2 separate regions of the Ovis aries genome follow, and region 2 is linked to region 1. Evidence: chromatin contacts called from public Hi-C data. All regions are on one chromosome and are shown on one strand. Each heading gives the region's core, a stretch centred on a gene start, on an enhancer-like site or on the middle of the called end of the contact. The rest is flanking DNA. Distances are from core to core; before and after follow the strand shown. Region 1 holds the start of SS18L1 (SS18L1 subunit of BAF chromatin remodeling complex). Region 2 overlaps TAF4 (TATA-box binding protein associated factor 4).

Region 1 (4,861 bases), core at 2,061-4,560:
GCTGCCGTCCACGGGGTCACAAAGAGTCGGACATGACTGAGCCACTGAACAACACCTGCTCTACTCCCTGCAGACCACGCCGGCGGGACCACTGGTGACTCTCAACCATTGAGACCCTTCCTATCCCCACTCTTTGGTCCTCCTTATCTGATATGCCTCTGCCGCAAGTGTCCTCCTTTAGGAGCTGAACTGTGTCTCTCAAAATAACCTGGTCAAGTCCTATCTCCCAGTATCTGGGACCATGGCCTTATTTGGAAACTGGGGCCTTGGGAAAGTAATCAACTTATATTTGAGGTCACATGGATTAATGTGTTAGTTGCTCAGTCACATCTGACTTTTTGTGACCCCATGGACTGTAGTCCATCAGGCTCCTCTGTCCATGGGATTCTCCAGGCAAAAATACTGGAGTGGGTTGCCATTCCCTTCTACAGGGGATCTTCCTGACCCAGGATTGACCTCAGATCTCCTGCATTGCTGGCGGATTCTTTACCATCTGAGCCAACAGGGAAGGATTAGGGTAGACCTTAAATCCCACACCTGGTGTCCTCATGAGAAGAGGGAGATTGGACATAGACACATAGGAAGGGGGCCAGGTGAAGATCGAGGCAGAGGTCAGGATTATGCATCTGCAGGCCAAGGAGCTCCAAGGCCCACCAGCAATCACCAGAAACTCAAGAGAAAAGCCTGGAATAGATCCTGGCCTGGAACCCCAGAAAGGAAGCAACACTGCCAACACCATGGCTTTGGGTTTCCAGCCCTTGGAACTGTAAGAAAATTAATTGCAGCTGTTTTAAATGACCCTGTTTGTGGTAATCTGTTATGACAGCCGTAGGAAGTGACTACTACTGCCTATCCCAAACACTTGACTGATGGAATCAGGGTCACAGATGTTCCAGCACATGCTAGGCACTGACACTGTGCCAGCCTGGGGACACAACAAGAACGGGTCAGCAACACAAAACTTGGGAGCCCAAGTGACATGTCAAAATGCTGCCCTTACCACATGACTGCCAAGGGTGCATAAGGAAGGGGCATTTCAGTGAGGCCTTGAAGGTTGAGTAGGAGTTTGCCTGGCAAGCTCCTATCCAAACATACTCTAAGGACAAGAGCGTACTCCCTGCTGTCTCACTACCAAGTAAGCTTCCAAGGAACCCCTGGCTTTTTCTCAACGCTCTGAGCATGAGCACATACTGTGGACACAGCTCATGAGTGCAGAACATGTATCTCTGATGCCCTCTCAGAATACCAGTAAGAGAGCTCTGCGTATATACACTGACAAAACACTAAGGTGACTACACAGACCCCTAGCCCTAAAAGGTCAAACCAGATGACAGCCTAAGCCGAAGACTCATCCCCAACGGTCAGCATGCAGACCTACCCTGCGATGCAGTCTTTCTGATCTGATGTTTGGGAGCAGTGCTCACACACTTCTGCCTAGAGACTTGCAAAGTGCAAAGAACTGGATAAACGCTGACGCCAAGGCAGCTTCAGGAACAGTGACTGCACTCGTCACACTTAACTCCAAAACCCAGGGTCCTCAGAGCCCCTTGGGCTGCCAACATCTGCATCTGGGTCACATGCTTGACTCTCTGCCCAACCAAGAGTCTGACACAGAGTGTCACTGTCAGGGAAGACCCTGGAGCTGCTGTCCAGGTGTGACTCCTAGCTCTATCGTGTACCAGCAGGCACGCAGCCTCCCTATACCTGTCTCCTGATCTGTAAAATGGGGACGATAGTAACTCGAGACATTAAACGAGTTGAGACCTGCAAAGCCCTTAGAATAAGGCCAGTGAGCACCCCATAAGGGTTAACCAAACAAATAAGAATGCTCTACTTTTAAACCTGTATTTCTCCTGCTTCTTAAGTCCTCTCTTCCCCATTTAGCATTTATGAGGCTCCTCGTTTGTCAAAACCAGTCACGGCAAAAGTCGTCTCAAACAGTCAAGAGGCTGAGAAGTCCACCAGGTTCCCGCAGGTCATCAAGGAAGAAGGGCCGCGGCCATTGAAGTGAATCCCTTCAGGGGAAAAACAGGCTCACAGAAAGCAAGGCATACTGCAGAGGACCGCAGGTTAGAAAAGAAAGTAACATAGCTGTCAAAAACACCAAAAAAATTCAAGCGGCAATGACTAACACTCTCTTTCTTCTGAGCTTATCTTCTAAGGAAAAACAGTAGGAAAACTGAAATCTTTATTTTCATAACTTAAGGCTTTGTTAAAGGTGCCCCCAAACCAACGGGGAGGTTATCTCTAGAAAACCACAAGGCCGAACTTAAAGAACGTGGGCAAGGCTGTAAAGCGAATGTGTAAAGTTTCTGTTAGGTGAGAGGCTAGCTAGCTGTCACACTGAAAGACAATTTGACACGCGAATAAGGGCAGCAAGATCTGGCCGGCAGGTCGGCCCCGGGGTGTAGCGCGCTCCTAGAAGGGCTGCGGGGCTGCTGAACTGCGTCCCACCCTCTGGATGCGCCCCTTTGTGCCTCCGAGTGCCAGCACTTAAGGGGGCGGTAGGGGCCGGCTGCTGGGACCTATTCCTGTCGCCCCGTGCGCCCCTCAACCAGTCAAGGTGCGCGTAGGGGCCAGGGCCGCCCACCACGCAGCGCCACCGCTTTCGCCAGCGAAGCGGATCCCCTGTGCGCGCGGGGTGGCCGGCGGACACCACTCGGTGGGCGCCTGGTCCCACCGCCCTGCACCCCTGCCCATGGACTGTGGCCCCAAAGATGGTGAGTCACCACTGTGCCCGTGCGGCCCGCAGTCGATTCCGGGTTGGATCCGAGGATACCATCCCGCGAGCAGCATCTTTCGGACACCACCCCTTGGGCAGTCTGTTCCGCCACCCTGCGCCCCTGCCCGGGGCCCCTGGTCCCGAAAGCGGCGGGTCCCCACCGTGCCCGGCGTGGCCCAGGGTCATTCCCGGCTTGGATCCGCCGACACCACCCCGCGGGCGGCCCCGCGCCCTGCTGACGGCCCACGCTCGCCCCCGCCCAAGCTGGCGCACGTCGGCGGCTAAGCGCGCGCGGGGCCCCGGCGGGGTCGCTGCGGTCGCCTGCGCCCCGGCTTTGTTCGCTCCCCGCGTCCGCCGGCTACCCTCGACCCGGCCGGGCGCCCGCCCGCACCCAGCGGCTCCCGGGCCCAGCCCGGGGCCCCCAGCCCACCTTCTGGATGGTTTGCTGCGTGACCTCGCCTTTGCCTCTCGGCCGGGCGGATGCGAAAGCCACCGACATGGTAGCGGGCGCGGGATCAGCCCTAGATCATCGGGGTTTATTCTCCGGCTGCTATCGGCAGCCGGAGGCGCTCATTCTCCGCAGTCGCTGGGGGGCGGGGGGCGCGGGGGAAGCTGCATTGTGGGCTCGTCCGCCCCGCCGCTGCCGCTTCGCCCTGAAGCCCTCCGCGCCCCTGTCTCGTGCGCCGCCTCAGGTTGAGGCAGAGCCCCGCACCGCGCCCCCGGGAGACCGCTCCGTGTCCCGCGCCCAGCCCGCGGCAGCCGCGCCACCCCCCGCGCCCGGCCGCCTGTGGTTCGGCCGGGCCCCGCCCCGTTGCGCGCGCACGTCAGCCCAGCACCGCCTGACGCCCCAGAACGCCGCCTTACGCCGCTAGCGTAATCGGGGGCGCCGGGGGCGGGCGGGCGCGCGCGGCGCCGGCGCAGCAACGTTGTGAATCGCCGGCTGCGCGGCCGTGAGTGTGCGCTTTTCCCGGGCCCGGTCGCGTCGTTCCGCAGGCATGAGCTACGACCGCGCCATCACCGTTTTCTCGCCCGACGGCCACCTTTTCCAAGTGGAGTACGCGCAGGAGGCCGTGAAGAAGGGCTCGACCGCGGTGAGCGGGGAGGCGGGGCGCGGGGGGCGGCAGAGGCCCGGGCGGCTGGGTGGGGCCCGGGCGCGTCTCGCCGACCCGCTTCCCCGGGGGCCACGCTGACGGGCGCGCAGTGGTTCGGGGCCCAGGGAGGCATGGTGGCCTGGGGCGCACACGGAAGCTGGGACTGGGGCGCCACTGCGAGAAAGGAGCGCCGCAAGCGGCGGTTGCGAGGGCAGGCCGGGCGGCTCTCCAGGAGCCGGCTTCCGCGTATGGCCGAGCGGGGCTGCTGGTGCCGAGACAAGGGCTCTGCTGGCTGCGGGCTTCGCTTCCCCGCGCCGTGTCCAGAGCCGAGCGCGCGCCTGCCGCCGACGCCATCTTGGCGGGAGCCCCTGCGCGGCCTGGGGGGCCTGGGGCGGTGCGAGGGCGCGGGGCTTAGAGAGGCAGGGCCCGGCCCTTGCTAGTTCCCAGGCGCTCCTTGAAGGAGTAGGTGGCTGGGGCGGACAGAGTCTGGACAGCTCCCAGGTAGCCGACTCCCCCCTCCCTGTCGTCCCCCGCCCCCAGAAAGTAGTTGCCCTCCAGACCCGGGGCGATCTCGAGAACAAAGGGCCGCCGGTGTCGCACCGGCGCTGCAGTTCCCGGGCCGCCGGCGCGGCGGGCAGGCTCCCTCCTGGGTCCGACTGCTGAGTCCTCCCACTTTGGACCCTGCCCCCGACTCGGGTCCCGTCGCACCTGAGCGGTCTGTCATTTAGGCCGCTGCTTCAGGTGTGAATACCTGTTGTCTTTAGGATAACCTGTCAGTTTATCAGTCAAACTGGATGATGGGTTTTTGTGTTTTTTGTTTTCCTAATCATTTAGTGTTTCAGAGGCCTGAGTAGGCAGAGACGGTTGTGAATTTTGAAGTTTTTTTTATTTCGTGAATCTCGAAATTAAGGCCCCCAAATCCACTTTCTGACCTACCTCAGCTCAGCTTGAAGACTACTGGGGGAATGTCAGCGGACACCCCTCCACCGTGGGCCAGCCAGATGGCTGCCTCTGCTTGCCCTGACTGCTGCCTCTGGGCCTGGCCTTT
Region 2 (5,072 bases), core at 1,331-3,830, 75 kb after region 1:
GAAAGGGAAGATAAAGGAAAGATAGGGTGGACTGGGTTGAGTGGAGAAGTGCCCACCTGGGGTCTCTCGGTGCTGTGTGGCGGGGGCTGGGGGCACAGACTGGCTGCTGCTAGTCAAAGCGAAGGGAGCAGAGATCTGCAGGCAAGAGGGATTGCGTTGAGTCACGCGTGGATGCAAGTTGTCTGCTAGCACGGAGTGTTCAGAACTCGGGACGTGGGTCGCAGTGAAGCATGTTCTGGCTTTCTTCCAGAAGTTCGGGGAGGCTGCAGGCAGGGGCCCCAGGCCCTCGGGATGCTGACTGACCTCTCATCATGGCCGCCCTGGCAGCCGATGGGCGCAGGCTTTCGGCACCAGCTCCAGGGTGCAGAGGGAGGTTCAGGGCCTCCAGAAGAGCTTGGGGAAGCCTCTGAGACCTGTGGGTTGCAGGACTCTTGAAAACCTGAGGGGCTGAGAACCGCTCTGGGCTGACTGAGATGTGGACAGCAGAGAGGCAGAGGGGGATCCGGGCCAGCGGCACACTGCACAGAGGCGTCCTCCACAGGTGCGTGGAGAGGCCCGCCGGTCATACGGTGGTTTCCCGTTTGCTGTGCGTGGACGTGCGGGGGTGAGGGCACTGGGCCAAGGCACCTCGTTGGGCAGCTGCGTGGATGCGTGCCACCGTGTCGGGTGAGGCCTGTGTCAAGCTGGAGGGAGACCTTCCCTCCGTCGTGCTGTGCCCCTAGGGGCACACACCGTGTCCTTCTGTGGCATTGTGTTCCTTCTGTCACCCAGAAAGGAGCGAGGTGACAGGCACTTGGAGCCACAGAGCCGGCCCAGGACACAGGAGCCGAGTGCAGCGTCCGAGACGGGGCGGGGCAGCGCTGGCTGCTGAGGCTCGCGGGTGGCGTCCTCGGTGGTGGACCTCGTGGAGGAGGGCCTTGGGGAGGAGGGAAGTGGAGGCCGCCCCAAGGGTTGAGAGGACCTCTGGGCTGGGGGGCTCTGGCACCCCGGCACTTCTTGGGGTTGTCTTCCTTTATGGGGTGTCACTGAAGTGACAGGGCGGTCCCAGTGCTAGTCTAAACAACGGTGAACCTGGGTCTTTCCCTGGAGGACAATACCCTGAGGTGTGTCTAGACCGGGTTTTTGTCTCTCAGGTACATAACTGAGTGCGCACACGTGACTTTTCCGAGAGCTGGTCACGTGTGTTGTGGTGCCATCGTCTTCTCACATCCCGTCCCATCGCACGTCCAAGGCACGCGTCCCTGCTGGCGCACAGGTGGGCTGCGTGTGGGCACGTGCAGCAGGGGTGCGGCTGCCTGAGCCCTGAAGGCGGGTGCCGCCGCACAGGGACCCCGCACTGCAGTGGCCGGGTCCAGGGGCATGCACCGCGGTGTTGGTGCGTGCCCCACGCCCCTGCCCGTGCCAGGGCTGAAGGTAGAAAGGACACTGAGCTGTGTCTGGGGGACGGTCCTTGCCTGAAACCTGCGAGGTTAAGCATCTGCTCTTTGGCCCTTTGTGGTGTTTTTGGGAATTGCTTGATGGACATTTTTATGGTCAATTTTTAAAGTAGGTAAGACAGTTGTGGTTACTGACTGTTTAGTCAAGTTTGGGGTAAAGTTTTGTTTTCAGAAATTGTACTCTAAGCAGGTCCATTTCTGAATTTCAGGCTGTGTGGACGTGCTTGGTGTGGGAAAGACCCCCTCCAGCCCTGACCCCCCACCGCCCACCTCGTCCTGGTACTTATTCTCCAGCCTGTCCTGTGGGGACAGCTCTGCTGCCGTGTGTGTGCACAGCAGTCAGCTTCTTTTCTTTCCTTATTTTTAATTGCAGGGTAGTTGCTTTACAGTGTCGTTTGCTTTCTGTTGTACAGCATGAATCAGCCGTAAGTACATGTATGTCCACCTGGGAGTGAGGTCCTGAGGCGCAGCCTCTGAGGCCCAGTGATGCCTTACCTTACTTAGAGCCGATTCTTGGTTTCATCAAAATTTTGAAAGTCACTGTGTGATGTGAAGTGAAAATCAGGTGTGGAGTCCTGAATCTCCAGCCGTGCTCTGCCATGACCCTGAGCCATGTTTGTGTGGGGGAAACCTGACTTGGAGCTGGAAGAAGTGGGTGGGGTCTGCCTGCCCGGGGCTTTTCTTGTTGTTTTTAGATTGTTTTATTTGCGCATTTACTTGTGGCTGTGCCGACTCATTGCCGCGTGGGCTTCGCGCTGGTTGCAGCGAGCAGGGGCTCCTCTCTAGTTCGGTGCGCAGGCTTCTCGTGGCGGGGCTTCTCTCGTGGCAGAGCGCGGCGCTGAGGCTGGGGGCTTCGGGAGCTGCGGTTCCCCGGCTCTGTAGCACAAGCTCAGTAGCTGTGCTGCGTGGGAGTAGTTGCTCCCAGGCATGTGGAATCTTCCAGACCAGGGATCGAACCCGTGTCTCCTGCATTGGCAGGTGGATTCTTTGGCACTGAGCCACCAGAGAAGCCCTGTTGTTGTTTGTTTTGATCAAAGGTTTCCTCACCTTCCGCTTTGAAAGCACTGACAGTGCAGGCAGGCAAACGCTTCTTTACGTTTGCAGCAGTCTTGCTCCGCCCTCAGTGCTCAGGTCCTGTGAGGCTGAGGTGAGGCCAGGACACAGGAGCCCCGCCTCCCACACGTCTGACCCGGCCACCAGCCTTCCTGGAGTCTGAGCTCTGTGGGTTTAGGCACTTTCTTTTAGGTGGTTTAAAAGGCAGGCAGCCCTAAGAGTGAAAGAATGTTTAGGCTGTAATTAAGTCAGCGTCACTGGTATCTGTGCTGGTGTCTGGCTGAGTTTGCTTCCGGTAGAGTAGTTGGGGGACCCCGTCCCACAGGCACGTGGTAGAGGGGCCCCGGCAGGACTGCGGGTGGTGTGGCAGGAGGTCCCCGTCACACCCTGGCCGGTGGCTGTTCTCTTGGGCGTGGGTCTCAGAGATGCTCCACGAGGCCGGGCTCCTCTGCTGCTGCTGTGGCCTGGGGTCTGGATGGTCCAGACCTGAAGTCCCTCCCTGGTTCCCTGCATGACGCTCTCGTTCTCTGGCTGTGTCACGCCTCTCTGCATTCCTCTGCTTCTGGTCCGATTCTGGCTTCTTCAGCGTCCATGTCAGGGTTCAGGGGCAGTTTTATTTTGCATCTTGGTGATGGAGGGTCTGCTGTTCATCGCACCGTCTCTGCAGACTCTCCGAGCCATCTGGCCAGTGATGGTGCTAGCAGTGCTTGTTGGGGGTGGGTGGGAGGGCAGGGAAGGCTCTGGCCCCTCCAGCCCAACTGCTGTTCCCTGCTTGTGCCAGTGCAGCTGGGCCGTTCGCCAGGCCTGGGACCCCCCCCAGCTGAAGCCGAAGGACATGCCTGTGTCTTGGGGGAAAGGGCGGGGCTGAGCACTGAAGGCCATGCTAAGAATGTCTCCCCAGAAGTGGTGACTTCCAGGTGGAGGATCCCAGGTGGAGTGGAAAATGCCTATTTGTCGTGTAGCTCTGGCTGACCTACATTTTGGTAAAAAATACAGTGAAAAATGTTGGTATGAAAGGGATCAGGGAAACTGTAACCTTGGGTACAAATGCTGGAGTTGATCTTGAACTCTGGTTCTTGGAGGAGGGTGGGGCTCGTTTAGTCCTAAGGACTGTTGTTGTGCTCGGGCTGTGACGAGGATGTGCCCCAGCCCCACCCCACACCACAGAGCTCCCTGCGTTCTGTGCCCGTGGGTGCCCAGCCTCCCAAACAGGTGGTGTTGTGTCTGTCTTAGGTATGAGTACACGCAGCACGGCCTTAACACGGGTGCTGTGGGTTTATGCTGCGTGTCTTTCTGTAAAATCCTGAGCTCTGACAATGACAAAAAGTATAAAATTGCCTGCCTTCATCAATAAAGAAATTATAAATACATTTTGGATGAAATACGTAGCCACTGAAAATTATGGTTTTGAAAAGAAAACACCAAGCTGAATATCAACAGAATTACCCCAATTTTCTTTACGGTTATCAAAACACATATGTTGTACACGTGCTCATAGAACAGAGGGTGGAAAGAAACTCAAAGTCTTGTAGCCAGAGGGGGCGGGCTCCTGAGAGTTCCGTCTTCCGGGTTCGTCTCTGCGTTTCTCAAGTCTGCCCTCATGAACGCTTGTCTCTGCACTAAGAAGGATGTTAGCATCATCTAACATGAAAGTTTGAGTGGCTTTCTGCTGTGTGAGCTCGCCGTGTCATGCTTGTCGCTTGTGCACACTGGCTGGTTTTGGTTCCAGAGCACTCTGAGTTGGGGGTGAGGGGTGCAGGGAGGGGCCTGGTGGGGTCCATGGTGCAGCCAGGCTGCCAGGGTGTGTGTGCGGGGGACCTGGGGGCTGTGTGTCTGTAGGGCGGGAGGGTGGCGCCTGCAGGGGCCCTTCCCTGACCGCTCCCAGAGCTGGCTTGGCGCCGGCAGAGGGATGACGGCTCAGATGGCCTCCTGGTCCTCCCTGGGGCCAGAGTGCTGGGAGTCCCAGACAGGGTGCTGCTGTTGTGAACAGAGACGGTTGCTTTTCTGTGATCTTTTATCTAAAGTTTGTTTAAGTTACATTTTGAGACAGTTGTGTTTCTTTGCCTTTGAGTGGTACTGCAGTCATCTGTTAGAAATGAGCATTATAACCAGAATTTATGAGGTCTAGAGAGTGTGATGATGTCATGACTGTGTGGCAGATTCTCCCAGGTGTCATAGGCATTCCTGACTCCACTTCTTTCGGAGGCAGTGGCTGTATGCGTGGTACCCAGGGAAGCTGCCACGCCTCTGGAGCTGCCACCCATAATGCTGCTGGCTGGTTCCACCCGTGGCCCTCATGCCCGGAACAGCTGTCCTGGTTCTCTCTTTCCCGGGTCTGTTCCCACTGGAGACGTTGCTGATGCCGCCGAGAGGTCTCATCACTGAGAGTCCCACGTCACTCCTTGGCAGGAGCTTTGCCTCTGTCCTCAGCTTTCACTCTCGCTATCGGCACACTGCATGGCCCAGTCTGTTTTTTTAGACTTTTGTGTCCAAAAGACCACTGTCACTTGATTGGCATATTAATCACATTGCTTTTCTCGAATGTTATTTAAATATTCCTTTGAATTTCTGCGAACATGATTT

The links. Hi-C and Micro-C count contacts between places; a contact is called where the count stands out from the background.
Region 2: a contact with region 1 is called in a Hi-C map of liver, with 4 times the contacts expected there. The contact joins the enhancer-like site here to the promoter of SS18L1 in region 1. A contact is called at or near these places in 14 of 16 Hi-C or Micro-C datasets (blood, hypothalamus, liver and 6 more).

Annotation. Positions count from the first base shown.
Region 1 is chr13:54,744,543-54,749,403 of ARS-UI_Ramb_v3.0, forward strand. It overlaps SS18L1 (SS18L1 subunit of BAF chromatin remodeling complex), which reads right to left and starts at 3,311. Exons shown (of 12, transcript XM_060396943.1): 1 at 3,153-3,311. It overlaps PSMA7 (proteasome 20S subunit alpha 7), which reads left to right and starts at 3,651. Exons shown (of 7, transcript XM_027976982.2): 1 at 3,651-3,813. The coding sequence starts at 3,718.
Region 2 is chr13:54,820,366-54,825,437 of ARS-UI_Ramb_v3.0, forward strand. The region is part of intron 1 of TAF4 (TATA-box binding protein associated factor 4); the gene reads left to right. Among named protein-coding and RNA genes, the nearest start is that of TAF4, 31 kb to the left of the region's middle. Within about 2 kb of position 2,581, at least 4 of the 54 cell types and tissues checked have an H3K27ac peak or open chromatin away from gene starts, as enhancers often do. A contact at or near this core is called in liver, where this site is marked.